Regions from separate parts of the Zea mays genome. Here region 2 is linked to region 1. A link is a contact called in public Hi-C data. All regions are on one chromosome and are shown on one strand. Each heading gives the region's core, a stretch centred on a gene start, on an enhancer-like site or on the middle of the called end of the contact. The rest is flanking DNA. Distances are from core to core; before and after follow the strand shown.

What was found. Hi-C and Micro-C count contacts between places; a contact is called where the count stands out from the background.
Region 2: a contact with region 1 is called in a Hi-C map of ear, with 1.9 times the contacts expected there. The contact joins the promoter of LOC110120361 here to the promoter of LOC100279808 in region 1. A contact is called at or near these places in 3 of 25 Hi-C or Micro-C datasets (ear, leaf and tassel).

What each region holds. Positions count from the first base shown.
Region 1 is chr8:2,360,649-2,365,697 of Zm-B73-REFERENCE-NAM-5.0, forward strand. It overlaps LOC100279808, which reads left to right and starts at 1,858. Exons shown (of 16, transcript NM_001152764.1): 1 at 1,858-2,075; 2 at 2,178-2,291; 3 at 2,450-2,545; 4 at 2,731-2,970; 5 at 3,082-3,257; 6 at 3,626-3,721; 7 at 4,411-4,503. The coding sequence starts at 1,982.
Region 2 is chr8:2,588,463-2,594,062 of Zm-B73-REFERENCE-NAM-5.0, forward strand. It overlaps LOC110120361, which reads left to right and starts at 3,358. Exons shown (of 11, transcript NM_001350808.1): 1 at 3,358-3,642; 2 at 3,769-3,850; 3 at 3,935-4,034; 4 at 4,122-4,217; 5 at 4,322-4,372. The coding sequence starts at 3,429. It also overlaps the pseudogene LOC100276822.

The DNA.
Region 1 (5,049 bases), core at 608-3,107:
TGTGCTAGGGGAACTTCTCATTGAACTGACTAGTGATGCTTCTCCAACCACCTGAGTTCCAACCATTTTCCCTTTAAATTGGGCATCAACCTTGTGCTCAATTAATACTTCAATTAAACCCTTCTCATATAAGAAGTCCCAATTCACCCTAGATGCTTCTTCTGCCATTACTATATTAAACTGCACGTAATAAATTAAATTATGTGCAACAAGTACATAAATATGATATAAATATTAGGTGCACCAAGTACATAAATAATGATACAAATATTTGGTGCATCAAGTACATAAATAATGACACAAATGTTATCACATCAAGTAAACATTGTGGGTAACCCACATCTACATCGCAATGTGATGCCTAAAACTATTTTCATCAACAGATTTTGAGCCAGCAAGGTAGTTGACTTCCTTCTAGGACATCGACATATTGGGACAATTTAATGTGGCTTGGGAGGTGATCTAGTAACCTTTCCTGACCATTATGCTTTTTTTAATTATATTATGAAAGACACATGCTGCCGTTGGAATCCTATTTTGAGACTCAATAGGACAGAAGGTTATGACTTTTAGAATAGGGAACATCTTCTTCAAGACACCTATAGGCCTCTCTATGATTCCGAAGGACTACATGCCGATGGTTGAAGAGCTCTTTGTAGTTGGCACAAGAATATTGACTCCTAAACTCGTTTAGGGCTTGTTTGGGAGCAAGGATACCAGAGAGGATTGGAAGAAATAAAACCCCTCGCTATTCAATTTCGAATAACAAGGGAATTTAGCCCCTCCAATCCCCTCCGTTATCCTTGCTCCCAAACAATCTCTTAAGTGGCACCGAACTCCTCAATAAGGAGCAATTAATGGTGTATTTGCATATCCACTATCTATAAGATAAAACTTTTTATTCTAGCACATGGAATCCCCCTACCAAGAGTTGAACGAAGAACCCCGACATCTGATGTGGATCCTTTCCATCCACACGAAATAAAGGTAAAGTTTAGATAAAAATTACAAGCTACCATAATGTTTTGGGATAAAGACCCTTTTCTATTTCTATATGGAGCGACATGTCTTCTAAAACAGTGATAGGAATATAAGTACCATCTATAGCACCAATGCAATTTTGCATGTTAGGAAAGAGAGATAAAGCAATTAGAGACCTAAATTCCTAAGAAGGAATTATAAATTCTTGAGTTTTATACCTACATAGAAAGCATGAAACTAGAGTCGGTTACAATTTTAACATGAGTACAGATCTACTTGTCAAGACTGAAATTATATCGAGCGAATTGCAAACCTAATTCGTTTATCTTTTGGTGACTATACACCAAGGTTTTACCGGCAATAATCGGCGGTAAACCGCCCAGTTCCCCAAAACCACGCGATCCCCGGGAACAGTTCTCCCTGATTTTTTAAATTTCGTTCTAAATTCAAAAAGTGGAAAAAAAAGATAAACACAGAAAAACATACAATAAAGGTCTAAATGTTTTTATGGTATATCTCATATTTATTTTTAAATTAGTTGCATTTTAGTTAAAAACAATGAAAATTACCGGTTTCTCGTCGAGAAATCTTCGAAAACCGTTTTGTTTAGATTTGAAAGCACGGATCGGTCAAAAAATTGAAAAACCCACGAAAACCAGTTTCTCGATGAAATTTGGCGGTTTCCCAGGTGGTTTACCAGTTTAATGTCGATTTTTTGAATTTGAAATATCAAACCGATCCCGGTTTTTAGAGGTTTTGAACTCTAAACGGTACGGTGAACCCTGGTGTACAAACTACTCACCATGAATTTTCGGCCCAAAATAAACCATTCCTTTTTTATCTGCAAAATGCAAGGTCTAGTCTAGTACACACTCGACTTGCAATATACAACACGCTTGTGGCCTGAAGAACGGAAGAACTCGGACTCGAGCACCCCGAAGCGAGCCACCGCCGATCTGCTCCTCCTGAGTCCTGACCCTCCTCCGTGCGCTGCGCAGGCATGAGGCTCCTCCTCGTCGGCGCCCTACTCCTATGTGCCACCGCGGCGGTGGAGTCCAAGCCGCCCCTCGACACCCTGGGCATACCCCCGCAAGGTTCAACCGGATCTGTCCACGCCTGCTCTGCTATTTCTTTCCATCTTTCCCTGTTTCCTTCGGTCGATGCGTTTCTTGATTCAACGTTTCTGGGGGTTGCAGATGAGGCGTACTACAGAGGCGGCGTGATTAAATGCAGGGACGGATCAGGCAGGTTCTCCCGGGAGCAGCTCAACGACGACTTCTGCGACTGCCCCGACGGCACCGACGAGCCCGGTACTGCCTCATTCTCCTTATTTGAATGGATTTCTCTATTCATCGTGTAGATTTCTTGTTTTTGTGTGTGTGTCATGACATCACTATGTGTTTGTTGTTGTTGGAACTGTAGGAATACAGATACAGTTATGTAGCTGAATTATGACTCTTGCATGCAGGGACATCTGCGTGCCCTGAGGCGAAGTTCTACTGCAAGAATGCAGGCCACACTCCAGTCACGATCTTCTCATCACGAGTGAATGACGGCATTTGTGGTAAGAGGATCATAATTGTTGGCATTGTTAGATTCATTGCTTACTTGTTTTGTTAAATAAAGATGCATGTGCAAGGTACAATACAGACTGTGAAAGTCGTTGGAGCTCTTGTTTTGTGTATCATGGCGCTTTTGGTGAAACCCCACTAGGCGATTAATTCTCTGTATTTGCACCTTCCCTCCTAGATTGCTGTGATGGGAGTGATGAATATGACAGCAATATCACCTGTAAGAACACTTGCTGGGAGGCTGGCAAAGCGGCAAGGGAGAAATTGAAGAAGAAAGTCGCTACATACAAAAGTGGTGTAGTTATTCGGAATCAGGAAGTTGAGAGGGCAAAAGAGGCTTATGCTAAAGACGAAGCAGAGTTAGCAAAATTGAAGGGTGAAGAGAAAATACTCCAAGGACTTGTTGACAAACTCAAAGGTGTGGTCTTTGTATCCATTGGTATTGAGCCATTTGTCAAATAGTGGTATATCAAACAAATGTTTGGTGTTTGTAGCTTTGTTGTTGAAATAAGTCCTTCCATCTATGTAGAGCAAAAGAGACTTATAGAGAAGGCAGAGGAAGAAGAACGTTTAAGAAAAGAGAAGGAAGAGAAGAGAATAAAAGAAGCTGAAAAGCAAGCTGCTGATGAAAAGGGAACACCTGATGCCTCTCCGGATGTAGATTCTAAGGAAACTCATGACCATGTGCAAGAAGATGAAAACAAGGTTGGCATTTCTTTCTGTTTTAGTGTTATGCTTATTATACATCAAACAACTGTATGCATTAAGTATCAAATCATTTACATCAGTAATGAGGAATCTGTATTTGGTTTTATCTTTATAATTCCCTTATATCATTTGCTAAAACAATAACACCTTATAGTGTTACATGTGCCCTGGACACTGGTGTTTCCATTATTCCTGTTTAATATTATGTGAAATCACAGTTCAGAAGGATGCTCCATTACTGTAAAACATAGATAATATAACCATTGTTGAACATGGGCAGTAATCCGAAATGTAGATGTTTACTGGATAGTTCAACTGCAACATATAGATCTTTGCTATCACATCGTTTCGTTTGTTGGACATAGGTAGCCGAAGAGCATGATGTACATGCAACGGACCATGATAATCATGCAACAGACCATGATAATCATGCAGCAGAAAGCGGAGCATCTGTTGAGCAGGTATATTTTGAGCTTTCAACATCAACATAGCCTTTTAGTCCCAAGCAAGTTGGGGTAGGCTAGAGTTGAAACCCAACAAGATGTCACCAAAAAGAGAAAGAGAGAGAAAGGAGAGGGGAAAAACTTTTGAGAGCACTAAAAGGAAAAAAAGCCTAATCATGGTTCGGGCACGTGGATAGCTTCTTTCCAAGCACTTCTATCCAAACACAACTTCATTGGGATATTTCATTCTTTCAAGTCCCTTTTGATTGTCTCCTTCCATGTCAAGTTTTGTCGACCTCTACCTCTCTTCACATTATTGTCCCGTCTTATGATGTCTCTATGCACCGGTGCCTCTGGGGTTCTTCGGTGGACATGCTCAAACCATTTTAACCGGTGTTGAATAAGCTTTTCTTCAATTGGCGCTACTCCTAGCCGATCGTGTATGTCATCGTTTCTCACTCGGTCCAATCTTGTGTGCCCACATATCCAACACAACATACACATCTCTGCGACACTTAGTTGTTGGATATTTTGAGCTTTGATATTACAAAATCAATAAGTGTGTTTAGGCAAAAGTAATACTAGGATGAGTGATCTCCCAGGAAGTCCTCGTGTTATATTCTCTTGTTACGAAATCAATAGTCTGATTGCTATCATGTCTTGTGAAATTGACCAATAATATTATTTTGGGTTGATATATTTTACAGCAGGGTTCTGTAAACAAAGATGACATTAGCGTTGAAGCTGGAACTTTAGATGAATTGCTGCACAAGGAGTCTGCAGTACCTACATTAGAGAAGGTTATACATTAACCACATTCCAGATTGTTTATGTCATTTCCCTTTTTTATTTACTGTGTCATGTTCTATGATAGAATTGATCTTTTCTTATCTTAGAGTTAAACCTGTATAAAAACACTTTACTTCTAGCCTTTTAGTGCTATGCTCTCATCTTAGGCTGTCTCCAGTAGCTACCCTATCACATTCCCTATCTCATCCCCTATTTCAAACTTCACTCTACAAACAGTGTCAATCCCCTATTTTACACGATCTGCCGCGGACAACCTTATAACTTGTATAACAATATTGTCACATTACCATAGTTTTTAAGACGGTAAGGCGATTGATCCCCTTTTTACCTTTTAAGTGGTAAAACATAAGTGATGTGTGGTCATTGTAGTTAATTTACTTAGATGCAAGTTGCTTTAACCAGTGAGCTTTGGCTATTCTTTGTAGCAACTTATTCTTGGAAGATATGTTGATTTCATGTCTAAGGGTGATGTAAGCTATTTAAATCTCAGTTGGCATATCCTATTGATTATTTTCAAATGCTTAGTTATCTTTTTT
Region 2 (5,600 bases), core at 2,108-4,607, 230 kb after region 1:
ATCTGATTTGGCTTTTATTTCAGTTCTTCTGATTTGGTCATGATTTATATTCGGAATTTAATTTGGAATTTGTCTAATTATTCAACAGGACTATCTTATTCATTGAACCAAACACCCTATTATGATGTGTTTGATTTATGGAGTCACCATATCTCTAATCTCTAATCTCTAATCTCTAATCTCTAATCTCTAATCTCTAACTAACTATTAAGAAGGTAATGTAGACCACTTTTGTGCCCCCGCCTCCCCCTGCTCCACTCAATTGCGTGCGCGGTGCGCCCTCGCCTGTCCCCGCGTCCCCGCCCCTGTCTCCTGAAGTCGTCCGCGACCGCCGCCATGCTCCCCTCGCCCCGTGCCGCATCCGTCGTGATAGGGATCCGAGAACACCCCATGGATGTGTCCGGGATTCGAGGCCTCTCCCGTCCCTTCCCCTCCCCCACCCCCATCGGCGATGCCCGGATCCGCGACCACCGCCGTCCAACCCCGGCCTCCGTCTGTGACCGCTCCGTGGTGGCGCAAGCGCTGGAGGCATCCACAGGGGGCTACCGACGGCTGGGACGGGTTCGTGCTCACCACCGACGGCTGGGACGTCCATCGGGGGACCTTCCCGGCATGGATGGTGTCTTCGCAAGGAAACGACAGCTCGCTGGTGCTGCTGAACACCCGTCCGGGTTCGGCTGCGGACGGCGCAGGCATGGCGGAGCACCTGCAGCTGCACCTGGGGCAGGTGAGCTTACGGAGCTGGTCGAGTTTCGCTGGCTACTGGGTGGCCCGCTGGACCTTCCCATCCGACTGCAGATCCAGCGCCTTCTTCTGCGTCCGTTTCGGCATTTGCACCAGCGTCGGCACGTGTGCCTGCGTCGACGAATTCGAGCCTTCGAAACCCTGCGAGTGGCAGCGCGGGTACTTTGTGGACGGGTGCACCACCAGGTCTCACCCGCTGAGCTGCACCGCAGACGATAGTGGCCGCCGCCCGACGACGGAGCAGGACGACTCGTTTCTGCTCCTGGACAACCTGCGAGGGCTCCCTTACAGTTCCATCCCACAGCGAAGGGCCACGGCTGGCCGCGCTTCTTCACGGCGGCCGCGGCGTGGGGAGGCATCAGCTGGATCTGGTGATGGATGAAGAGCGGAGGGGCCCGACGCCGCGTCCTCTGCTCCTCGCCACCGGACTGCCTCGCTTTCTACGGCAACATTATTGCCAAGAACATTTTTGATGATGTACTGCATTCCATAGCAGCAGCATTGTCCGTAGCAGATGATGGCAATTCACTGCTAGCACTAGCTGAAGCTTCCTTAACTTGAGTGGGAATATCAATCTTAACTGAAGGTCTGATTGCTCGAATTGGAGCTGCCAGTGATTCCTTTTGGCCTTGGGTTTGCGCATCCTTCAACTAAATCGGTATGGCAACTGTTAGTGATCCACAAGAGGCTAGCGTTATGTATCATAATTTACTAGGACAGAAATCACAGGAGAAGTTGAGCTCTTCCTTGGTTGGTATTGTACATCCTTTACCTGAAAAGGGATCACAGATGGAACTGCTTCCTTCCTTGATTGATCTTGCCTGGCCGTGTGCGCCGTGGAGGGCAGGCCGGAGTCTTGGACGATGCTGGCTGTGGCGGGCGTCGACATGGAAGGTGCTGTGTCTGACCGATCTCTGATGTTCTTCTTTTAATCGATTTTTTGTTTTATTAAATAGCCAAAAGGCAGTTTAACGTATGCGTCTTCTTTGAAAATGACATATAAGCGAAGTCTTTTAAAATAATGGTAAATTGGCGAAACTCACTTGCCATAATGGCAAATTTCCAAATTTCTCCTCACGCAAGTCTTCGGCGCCAGGTCGCAACCGTCACGTCACCTCGCCGCCTCCCCCCGCCCGCCCTCCAGAAATAGGGCCAGAAAATATCTCTCTTCCCTGGTCGGGTGATGAGTTGTGCTGATTCGGCGGCAGAAAGAGCGCGTAGGGTAGAGGTGGAGTGGAGGAGCGAGAGGAGTGGGCTACCCGCTAGCCCTGGTGGCGTGGTGCGGCGCTGGAGGGAAGACGTGTGTGAGAGGGAGGAGGCCGCGGGGAATCGAGCACAGACAAGGCAGCGCAAAGCGCGCGGAGAAGAGGACCTCCCGCTCCCGCCTGCGTGGGTAGCGTCCTGGCGCAGCAACAAAGGCAGATGGGTGGTGTGCGCCGTGTGCGTGGACGGACGGATGGCATGTGTGCGTAATTAGCGACCGGGCGCGGGGGCGGGGCGGGAAGAACGCGGACGGTGGGTGCTGGTGCCGCTGCCTTCGGCCTCACCCCATGCCGGCAGAAGGGGGTGCGGGGCTGGCCAGACCATACGATGGGACTTGTGAGCGACGGGCTGCCCACCCCGGAGCCGGTCGGATCGAGACGAACGACTACGACAGTGAGCGATCGCGCGTCGCGGGCACCGGGCACGCACCACCACTCGCGCTCGTACCCGCGGTAGGCAGTCCAGTCCACTCCAGTGCGGCTCCCCTGGTCAGGCTAGGGCCTGATGGACCTGGCAGGCTGGCACACACGCGTTGGCGATGCGTGTGCGCCTACTTTGCTCCTCTATTTTATCGTACGGCGGGCGGGGCAGCTGGCCCAGCATGGCTTCATTCCCACATGTTCAACTGTTTGATGTATCAATTTTTTTATCTATCTCTACTTCTCTACTATCTATTAAGGCAATAGTGTAGACCATCTCCGTGCCCTCGCCTCCGCGACATCCACGCCGACTCCGCGCACACGGAGCTCTGACTCCACGAAACCCCCGCCCACCTGCGTCGGATAGCCAACCTCCGCACGCGACCTCCGCAACCTCCGTAAACTGCTATCGTGGCTCCATGACATTTGCGTCGACGACTCCGCGACCTCCTCCACCACGATGGCTCTACCACACCGTGCGTGCCATCGCAAAAACCTACGCAATGTGTCGTGCGGCTCCCACCCACCGCGCCCCTGCCTCCCCTCCGCATACGCCATGCTTGTGGTTTCGTATATATATTTTATACTATTTTTACTTACGTAGCAACGCACGGACACATATCTAGTGCTTTATGAAGTGATGTATTATAAGTTTATTCTATAAATTTTGGTGAAATCAAATGCATTATACAAACTAAATAGAAAAGTGAGGAGTGAAAAGAAGACCAGACATACCCAAAACTTGCTCAAGATGAAAAGGGAAGAAAAGACGAGCACAGGCTGTCGGATACGCGCATCACGAGGCAAAATCCAACCGTTAGCGGCGTCCTCCCCGTACCGAGGCGAAACCCTGCTAAAACCCCGACTTGTTGACCCTCGCCGCCGGCGCTGGGAAATCACACAGACACACTCACACACAACCTACCCAGACGGCCAGACCCCGCGCCGCCCCGCCGCCACCCCCACCCCCACCCCAAATCAGTCAAACGCGCCGCCGCCGCCATGGGCTCCTCCGTCAGCCAGGCCGGGGCCCCTCCTCCCCATCCCCCCACATACGCGTCGACTCCACCCTTTGCGCCCGCTGCCGCTGACGCTGCTGACGCCGCCGCCGCCCCGCCGCCGAAACCTCATGAGGAGGAGGCGACTGAGGAGAAGGTGGACTACCTCAACCTCCCGTGCCCCGTCCCATATGAGGAGATCCAGCGCGAGGCCTTCAGTAAGTCCCCAGTTCCACCCCTTCCTCTTACCTTGTTTGATGTGCTGTCAATCGCCGGCGCGACTGACTTGACCGCAAATCGAGCGGGTGGCGAGTAACTATGTGATCTTCTTTGCGTTGTTGCAGTGGCGCTGAAGCCGGACCTTTTCGAGGGTATGCGCTTCGATTTGACCAAGATGATCACCCCGTACTTCGCTTTGACTCACAGGTACGTGGTGCATCTTCGTGTTTTGTCAGCTTGTTCTGGTTGTGTGCCCATGTTTTCACAATTGATTACGTTTGTTTGAACCAGCGTTGCCATGGGATCCATTGAGATCCCGGCACAGGGGAGCGAGGTGATCAAGGTTCCCACCTCCAATTATGAGTTTGGTGCCAACTTTATCAATCAGAGGGTTGCACTCCTTTTCCCTTTACATAAGAGTGCTGTTGAGTGCTCTCTACTGGGTTTCATTCCTCAATGTAATGGGATTCTCTTGTAGACGATGCTCATGGGGAGGGTCTCACATGAAGGGAGGGAGAACATCCGTGTCAAGCATGATATTACGGACAACCTTTCTTTAAAGATAAATGCTCAGGTAAATTGATTTTAAACTGCTAGTAAATTGATGATTATTTGGATTCAGCTTTGCTTGAAGCCACCTTTAAAAATCCTTAGTTGACCGATTTTGTGCTCTTGCAGTTGACAAGTGAGCCCCACTACTCCCAAGGGATGCTGAATTTTGATTATAAGGTTAGCCTCTCTATGTGAACATCGATTTCTGTTGGCTCGGAAGTCTTTATTAGGTCGTTTGGTTTGATGGGAGGGACCCAGCAGTTGTATATTGCATTTGTTTGTTTTACACCAAGTAACAAATTATGGTATTTGACTCCTTTCTCTTATGAAGTAAATAGGCCATTGCTATCCTCTTAATGGAACAAATGCTATGACACGTTTGCAAAAACATAGGTCATTGCTATTGTTGCTGTACTGTCTTGCACAAAATTGTTTGGAACATGATTTTTGGACTTTATGTATGGGAAAGATAGAAATTATTACTCAACCTGTTTTGCTATCCTAAAGCTTTGTTTACATGCTGCAAGGGTTGCCCATTCTTCCTTTGAATCAGATGGGTATGTGGCTCGAAGTATTGAAACTAGTGTACCCCGGTGATGTACCGGATTTGTTGCTGCTGCGTCTTTTTGTTTTTTCGATCAGTGATCTGGTTTGCGTCTCCATCGTCCATCGCCCGTCTCTAGGATAGCCTTCTTGCCCTCCAAGTCATGTACTCCTATATATTCTCCTTAGAGGCTCAATATCCCACACATTATACACAATCTCTTCTTACACCGTCATGCTCACTGTCGTCGATCGTTTCTCCAAATATGCGCACTTCATTGCCCTCAGTCACCCATACTCTTGTGTCAGTTGTTCGTGCCTTCTTCGAGGATATTGTTCGGCTACATGGCTTCCTCCCCACCTCCATTATCAGCGACTGGGATATGGTCTTCACCGGTCATATGTGGCGCGACCTCTTCAAGATGTTTGGTTTCAAACTCCACTAAGCACAACATTTCACCCTTGCCGTAAAAAAGGAAGCCATGTACCTTTGTTGTGCCACAAGGGACCTACTTCGTGCTTGGGTGGATTGGCTTCCATGGGCTAGTTATTGCTACGAGCCTACTATACCTCTTTCCACACGGCGTTTCGCACCACTCCCTTCTAGGTGGTGTACAACTGTCCCTCGCCACCTTTGTTGCCACACAACAGGGGCTGCTCAGATAGAGACAACAAACTCCCTAATGTGTGATTGAGATGCTTTTATTGGGGAAATTCATCAGCGTCTTCTCCAGGCTCAATAGTATGGCGAGCAGTACTACGATAACCACCATCGTGAGCTTGAATTCAAAGTGTGCGATTGAGTGTGGCTCTGCCTTTTCCATCGCTCGATGTGCTCGTTGTAGCCCCGACCCAAGGGAAA